Linked DNA regions of Zea mays: region 2 is linked to region 1. Evidence: chromatin contacts called from public Hi-C data. All regions are on one chromosome and are shown on one strand. Each heading gives the region's core, a stretch centred on a gene start, on an enhancer-like site or on the middle of the called end of the contact. The rest is flanking DNA. Distances are from core to core; before and after follow the strand shown. Region 1 has its middle 17 kb from the start of LOC541805. Region 2 holds the start of LOC100284909.

Region 1 (2,760 bases), core at 261-2,760:
ACCAGCTTTTGTTCTGAAATCCAGGTTATTCAGAACGAGCGCGCCGATGAACTGGACAAGTTTCTGGAGTTTGTTTAAGAATCCGGATCGGTACTGAACAAAAATTAGGATGGAGTATAAGAAAAAAAAGGGTGCTTAGTTCATAGTGCAGGTTGAATGTCACCATCTTCCTTCCAAAACAACACTGACGTCTACTCTGAGTAGTATAGTATTAGAGGACTGACTGGCATTAACAGCAGCGTGTTATAGTAGCCCACACTCTGATGATTGAGGGTCCGTAGGAGGGCGTGCGAGAAGGCAAAGTGTCGGCGGGACGGTCCTTGTGAAGTTGTGGTGGGGGCTTGGCACAGAGATGCAGTGACGAGCCTGTGTGGCTGTAGAGACTAGATCTATCTAGAGCGGCTACAGCTACATCTAGATGCCATTGTTCTTGTATAAATCCAGCGGAACTCGAGGGAAGCAGCGATGTCGTCATGCGCTGGTGGTACTAGTGGTTCATTGCACGAGCGTAGCGAAGCTAAGCTAGCGGAGGGGGGAAATGAAACCAGGGGGGGGTTGTTTGTTTGGCCACCTGAACCTTGCATGATTCGCCGCAATGAATCCCCGGCCAATCGCGCGCGTGCGGTAGTACGCGTACCAGTTGGGTTGGGTCCAGTCTACAGCCGGTTGGTCGGGGGATCACGTCGTGCGAACAATTGTTTTAAAAAAAAAAATTAAATCGCAACGGAAACAGAGCGTTTTGCGTCCAATTGTTATTATTAACTAGGAGTGTCTCCGAGCGAGACCCACTCAGTCAGGGACCCACCCAACACATGTTTCTGTCGCGGGACCGTATCGCAGCACGCGACTGCCGTCCGTAATCCCGTTTCCCTTTGCTACTGCTTCCTCGCTCGGTGTCGCTCGCGTCTAGAGTGTCTGATAAGATTGCTTACCTGCTAGTACGTATTAATTGATCCTTCACATTATTATGGATCGGACGGAGACTTGCATTTCGACGATGCGTCTGCCTTGTCAGGACTCAGGACTAGTTATTCATTCATTAGAGTCTTTCTTGAAACCGCTCCTCCGCCAAACAAAAAACAAAAGAAAGAAAGGCAAATCAATAAGGAGCTTTTATCGACCGTTAATTTCCTCTTGTCTAAAGCCGAAAAAGAAATCTCATTTAGTTTAATGAAGAACCCTAACGGCACGAAGCACCATATCGTCGTCGTCGTCGAATATTAACCCTCCTCCCCCTCCGTAACCACACCTTAATTTTGGTAGATGGTTTGGGCCCACCATCCTAGCACGAGCGATCGACTACCGATTAATGAAAATCGATTAGGAGTAGTTGTTAGGTGCCAATCGGCTATGCTCGGCTGCAGTTCATCAGTTAGCGCGGCCGGCCGGCGGGGCTGCCGCGCGCGTGCGCGGGCGTGGCGCTCGCTGCCCACGGAACGGAACCAAGAGAGATAGATAGATGAGCACGACGACGACGGACACCTCACCTACCTACCGCCCGTTTTGTCATGATACCGATCAGGATCAGCTCAGCTCCCCCGGCGCCCGTCGGTTGGTGCGTTCCTCTCATCCTACTCCTCCCCCCGCGCGCCCGTCAACTCGTCATCATCAATGCATCATACACGCCTCTACCTGCCGACTCTCAGCTACGCTCGTGTCGTGAGGACATCCATCAGCGCGGTGGATACGTCGCCAATTATTCCGGGTAACTAACCACCACAGTCTCTATAGTAGTGGGAGTGAGCTGCTTCTAGCCTTTCTTTCTCTTGTCTTGGCGTCCGCTCCTCCTCGTCCTCGGCATCGGCGTCCATGTTCGCGTGTGCAGCTGGGTTGCGTGGTGGTTACATGACTCACTGACCGACCGACCGACGCTTTACGCTTCTTTCCGCTGGTGACGCTGTCGCACGGTACTCCAGTGTAACACACGGCTAATATAATACAATGTAGGTGTCTAAACCCTGTGTCTTACTATATCCATTATATAGATAAGAGTATTCAATAAATTAAATTGACCAATCAACTAGTCTCATGTCTCGAAAATAAAGCCAAGACACAGCGTCTTTATCAAAATACATGTCTTGAGTTTTATTTTACATTTAGCTCTTTAGACACACTCTTTAAGCACACTATAACTCCGGATCCTTGCGACCACACCATTGTTTTGCTAGAGAAATATTTGAGCGCGTTCTTGAGCTCTAACTCTGTCGCTTGTCCACACCATTCTCTGATTTTGTTTGTAATCAATTGTGTAAGACGTGATAGACTCCAATTTATAAAGATTCCTCACAACATGATTTTGATATAAGGAAGATATATGTGGCACTCAAGTTTAATCTTTGGATCACTTGAGAGGGGTTGAGTGCAACCCTTGACCAAAGGAGGTCACCACAACCTGGAGTAGGCGTTGGTCGAACCACGGTAAAAATGGTTGTGTCACTTGTCCATTTACTTATGCGATACTATCTTCTTGGGTTCTCCATTCTCTTGCAATATTGCTCCTAAGTTTAATACACATCTTAAAGTAGCAATCAAGAGAAGAGTTCTCTCTCCATCTATCTTCTCATCCTAACTTGGTTTTAGTTTTTACTAACATTTGACTGAAGGCTTTGCAGAAAGCTTCGACATCAAGTCCAACCCCTTGACTCCATACAGCCCAAATGAAAATTCCTAGATGCACTATAGCGTTTGGGGTGAGTTGATGAAGGTATATGTTAAACCCGTTCAAAATTGCAACTACCGTCTTATGCAAAGGAAATGTAA
Region 2 (2,844 bases), core at 51-2,550, 130 kb before region 1:
ACTACCATGATCTAATGATGGATAGTATTGATTTGGTGATCGACAAGAGGTTGATGGCTCTAAAGGAGATTGAGAAAGACAAGATCATAGTTGCCAAGGCTTACAACAATAAGGTAAAGGCTAAGACTTTTTAGGTTGGAGATCTAGTTTAAAAGACAATCTTGCCATTAAGGAGTATGGATGGACTGGAAGTTTGGCAAATGGTCCCCATGTTGGGAAGGGCCTTATAAAGTTACACAGGTGATCTCTGGTAACACATTACAAACGGTGCAAGGAGATAAGTTGCCCAATGCATTGAATGATCGCTTTCTAAAGTGATATCATCCTAGTATATGGTAAGATGCTTAGAGAACCGATAGATTCACATCGAGTTGTTTACAACTTGTACTAGGTGCTTTTGGTTCGCTTAAGCTTATCCAAAAGGTAGGAGGCATGTGTTGAGCACCATATTTGACATTTGGCACGGCTAGACGAGCTAGCCCCAGACGGTCCGCGATTAGATTAATTCGGGCGAGAGTCCTTTTCCTCGCGCGTGCTTATTCAACTCATCGCGTGGGAATCGGTTGGGATGCACCTAGGAACGGGTCCAGACCTCCCCTATAAATATAAAGAGGTACGACCGATTGAGGCACCACCTAATTAGATTAGTCTTTCTCATCTGCAGTCTTCACATCTCCTCGACTTTACGTCGTTTAGATATGTTTTGGGTGACCTGCCGACCACAGGACAACCCTATGATATTTTCTCCCTAATGGATCCCTTCCGGATAGCGAGATTCAGGTGCAAAAGATCCAAGAAGCCCTCTGCGCGCCTCGCGTACTTTCCGTCGCTCATACGTGAACGGTCTATGCGCAGAAGACCGAAACTCTCTACGCAGTCGCGAACAGTCCACACTCACACAGAGAGGACTCTAACGCCCCCTGCATCGTGTGACGCCAGCCCTAGAGTTTGTTTGTTGATTGGCTAAAAAACGAGCCAACGCCTAAGTTGAACAATGAAAAGCAGCTAGGATGCGAAAAGCAGGGGGCAGATAGAAGGTTTTTAGTTTATCTTTTTACTTCTTTGAATCAGAAACACATCAAGATACTAAGAATGTACTCCTAGTATAAACACACCCCGTTCAAACATCCTGTGGAAATGAAACAATCGGCATCGGAGGCCAAGAATGCTTCACGAGAGGCGGGGTGCGTCCCAGCGTCCCCACCAGGCCACTACAGTCCAGAGCCCACAAGGCATGGGCAGTTGGGCACCAAAAGACAGAAAAAAAAGAAGAAAAAAAAACCCCCGAAGCTGCGCGCGGCCGTTCTCGTCTTCCAGAAGTCTCTCCGTATCTCCCTCCCCGAAGCCCCGCCGGACCACCTTAACCTCCCCACCACAAGCCCGCACACACCATCCCGCTCCGCTCAAGTCGCCTCCGCATTCCTGCCCCCTCTACCCGCCCGCCGCCGCGCGGACGACGGGAGACGCCGGCACCATGCTCTGCCTCTCGCTGTGCGCACCGCACCTTCACCTCCACCTCCCCCGCAGCCCGACCGCACGACCCGCCGCCGCCACGTGCAGGAACGCGCGCTGCATCGGCGTCACGCTATGCCTCCGGATGCCGACGACACCGGAGGAACGGCGGCAGAAGCGCGGGCTGGCCCAGTTCCTGGACTTATCGGCCGCGCCGACACTCACGCCACCCGCGCCCACGCCCGTGCATCTCACGCCCGCGGCCAAACGGCGCGGGGCGCTGCGGGAGATGCGCCGGGTGTGGTGGGTGTGCGGGGTCGGGTACTGGGTGCAGGGGTTCCGCTGCTTCCCGTGGCTGGCACTCAACTTCCACCTCACGCGCGGCATGGGGCTCAGCCCCGCCGGCCTGCAACTCCTGCAGAACGCTGGGAGCCTCCCGCTCGTCGCCAAGCCGCTCTTCGGGGTCCTCTCCGATGCCGTCTACATCGGCCGCGCCCACCGCATACCCTACATCTCCCTTGGAGGTACACAGCCGATCCCTTTTTTGCTCCCCTTCCCCCGCTTATTTCTCGTTTTATTTTCTTATTATGTTCGTGCGACTCCAGTAATGTTGGAGTTGGAGGAAAGGGAATTATGATGTGAATGATGCTCGTCGTGAAATTATGTGCATTTCATTCAGTATTTCCGAATAAGCTGCAATTGTCTGCATCTCCATCTGGGTGAATTATCTTCAATTCATAAGCAAACTTGTGATCATCAATGTTCCCAACAATGAAACATTTGCAGCAGGAAATCTGGCTGTATTTCTCTAGTTGTCTGGCATCATATGTCACTGTTTCTTCAATTGTTTCTACAAAAGTAAGAATGAATTTTAACCTAAGAAAATATCTGAGCCGTTGAACACATTGAAAGCAACACCTAGCTACGAAAATTTCTGAGCCGCTGAACACATTGAAAGGGGCAGCTATTTCACGTCTCTTTCTGAAATTGGAAACACCCTGGACATTGCAGTTCAACAACTGCAGTCAATTTCTCATTACAATATGTGTGGCTGTAACCATCTGATTGTCAGATGAAAACATGAAAAAAAAACACTTTCAAGCTACTTCTGTTTAAAGCACTAAAGTGTTTAGCACATAGACGTAGGTGCCTTGTTCCCTTGGCAATGGTATCATGACCTACTCGTTGCATCTGTTCTGTGTAAAAGATGCATTTTGGAAAGTGGTATATGCAGCCTTGGGATGGAGCAATACACTTTTCTTCCTGATGTGTACTTTGATTTTGTTGCTAGTCACACATTTCAAGCCTTGCCCATTTGGTTAAACCGACAGGTTACCCTTATTCTGTGGTTTTTGATGCAATGACGTGTGATTTACTCATGCTGCTAGTCAC

Evidence for each region. A called contact is a pair of places that touch in the nucleus more often than the background predicts.
Region 2: a Hi-C map of endosperm shows a contact between it and region 1, with 3 times the contacts expected there. The contact joins the promoter of LOC100284909 here to the enhancer-like site in region 1. A contact is called at or near these places in 3 of 25 Hi-C or Micro-C datasets (ear, endosperm and leaf).

The regions. Positions count from the first base shown.
Region 1 is chr7:38,039,896-38,042,655 of Zm-B73-REFERENCE-NAM-5.0, reverse strand. No RefSeq gene overlaps it. Among protein-coding and RNA genes, the nearest start is that of LOC541805, 17 kb to the right of the region's middle. Within about 2 kb of position 1,510, at least 18 of the 20 cell types and tissues checked have an H3K27ac peak or open chromatin away from gene starts, as enhancers often do. A contact at or near this core is called in ear, endosperm and leaf, where this site is marked.
Region 2 is chr7:38,165,759-38,168,602 of Zm-B73-REFERENCE-NAM-5.0, reverse strand. LOC100284909 reads left to right here and starts at 1,300. Exons shown (of 2, transcript NM_001157804.2): 1 at 1,300-1,976. The coding sequence starts at 1,475.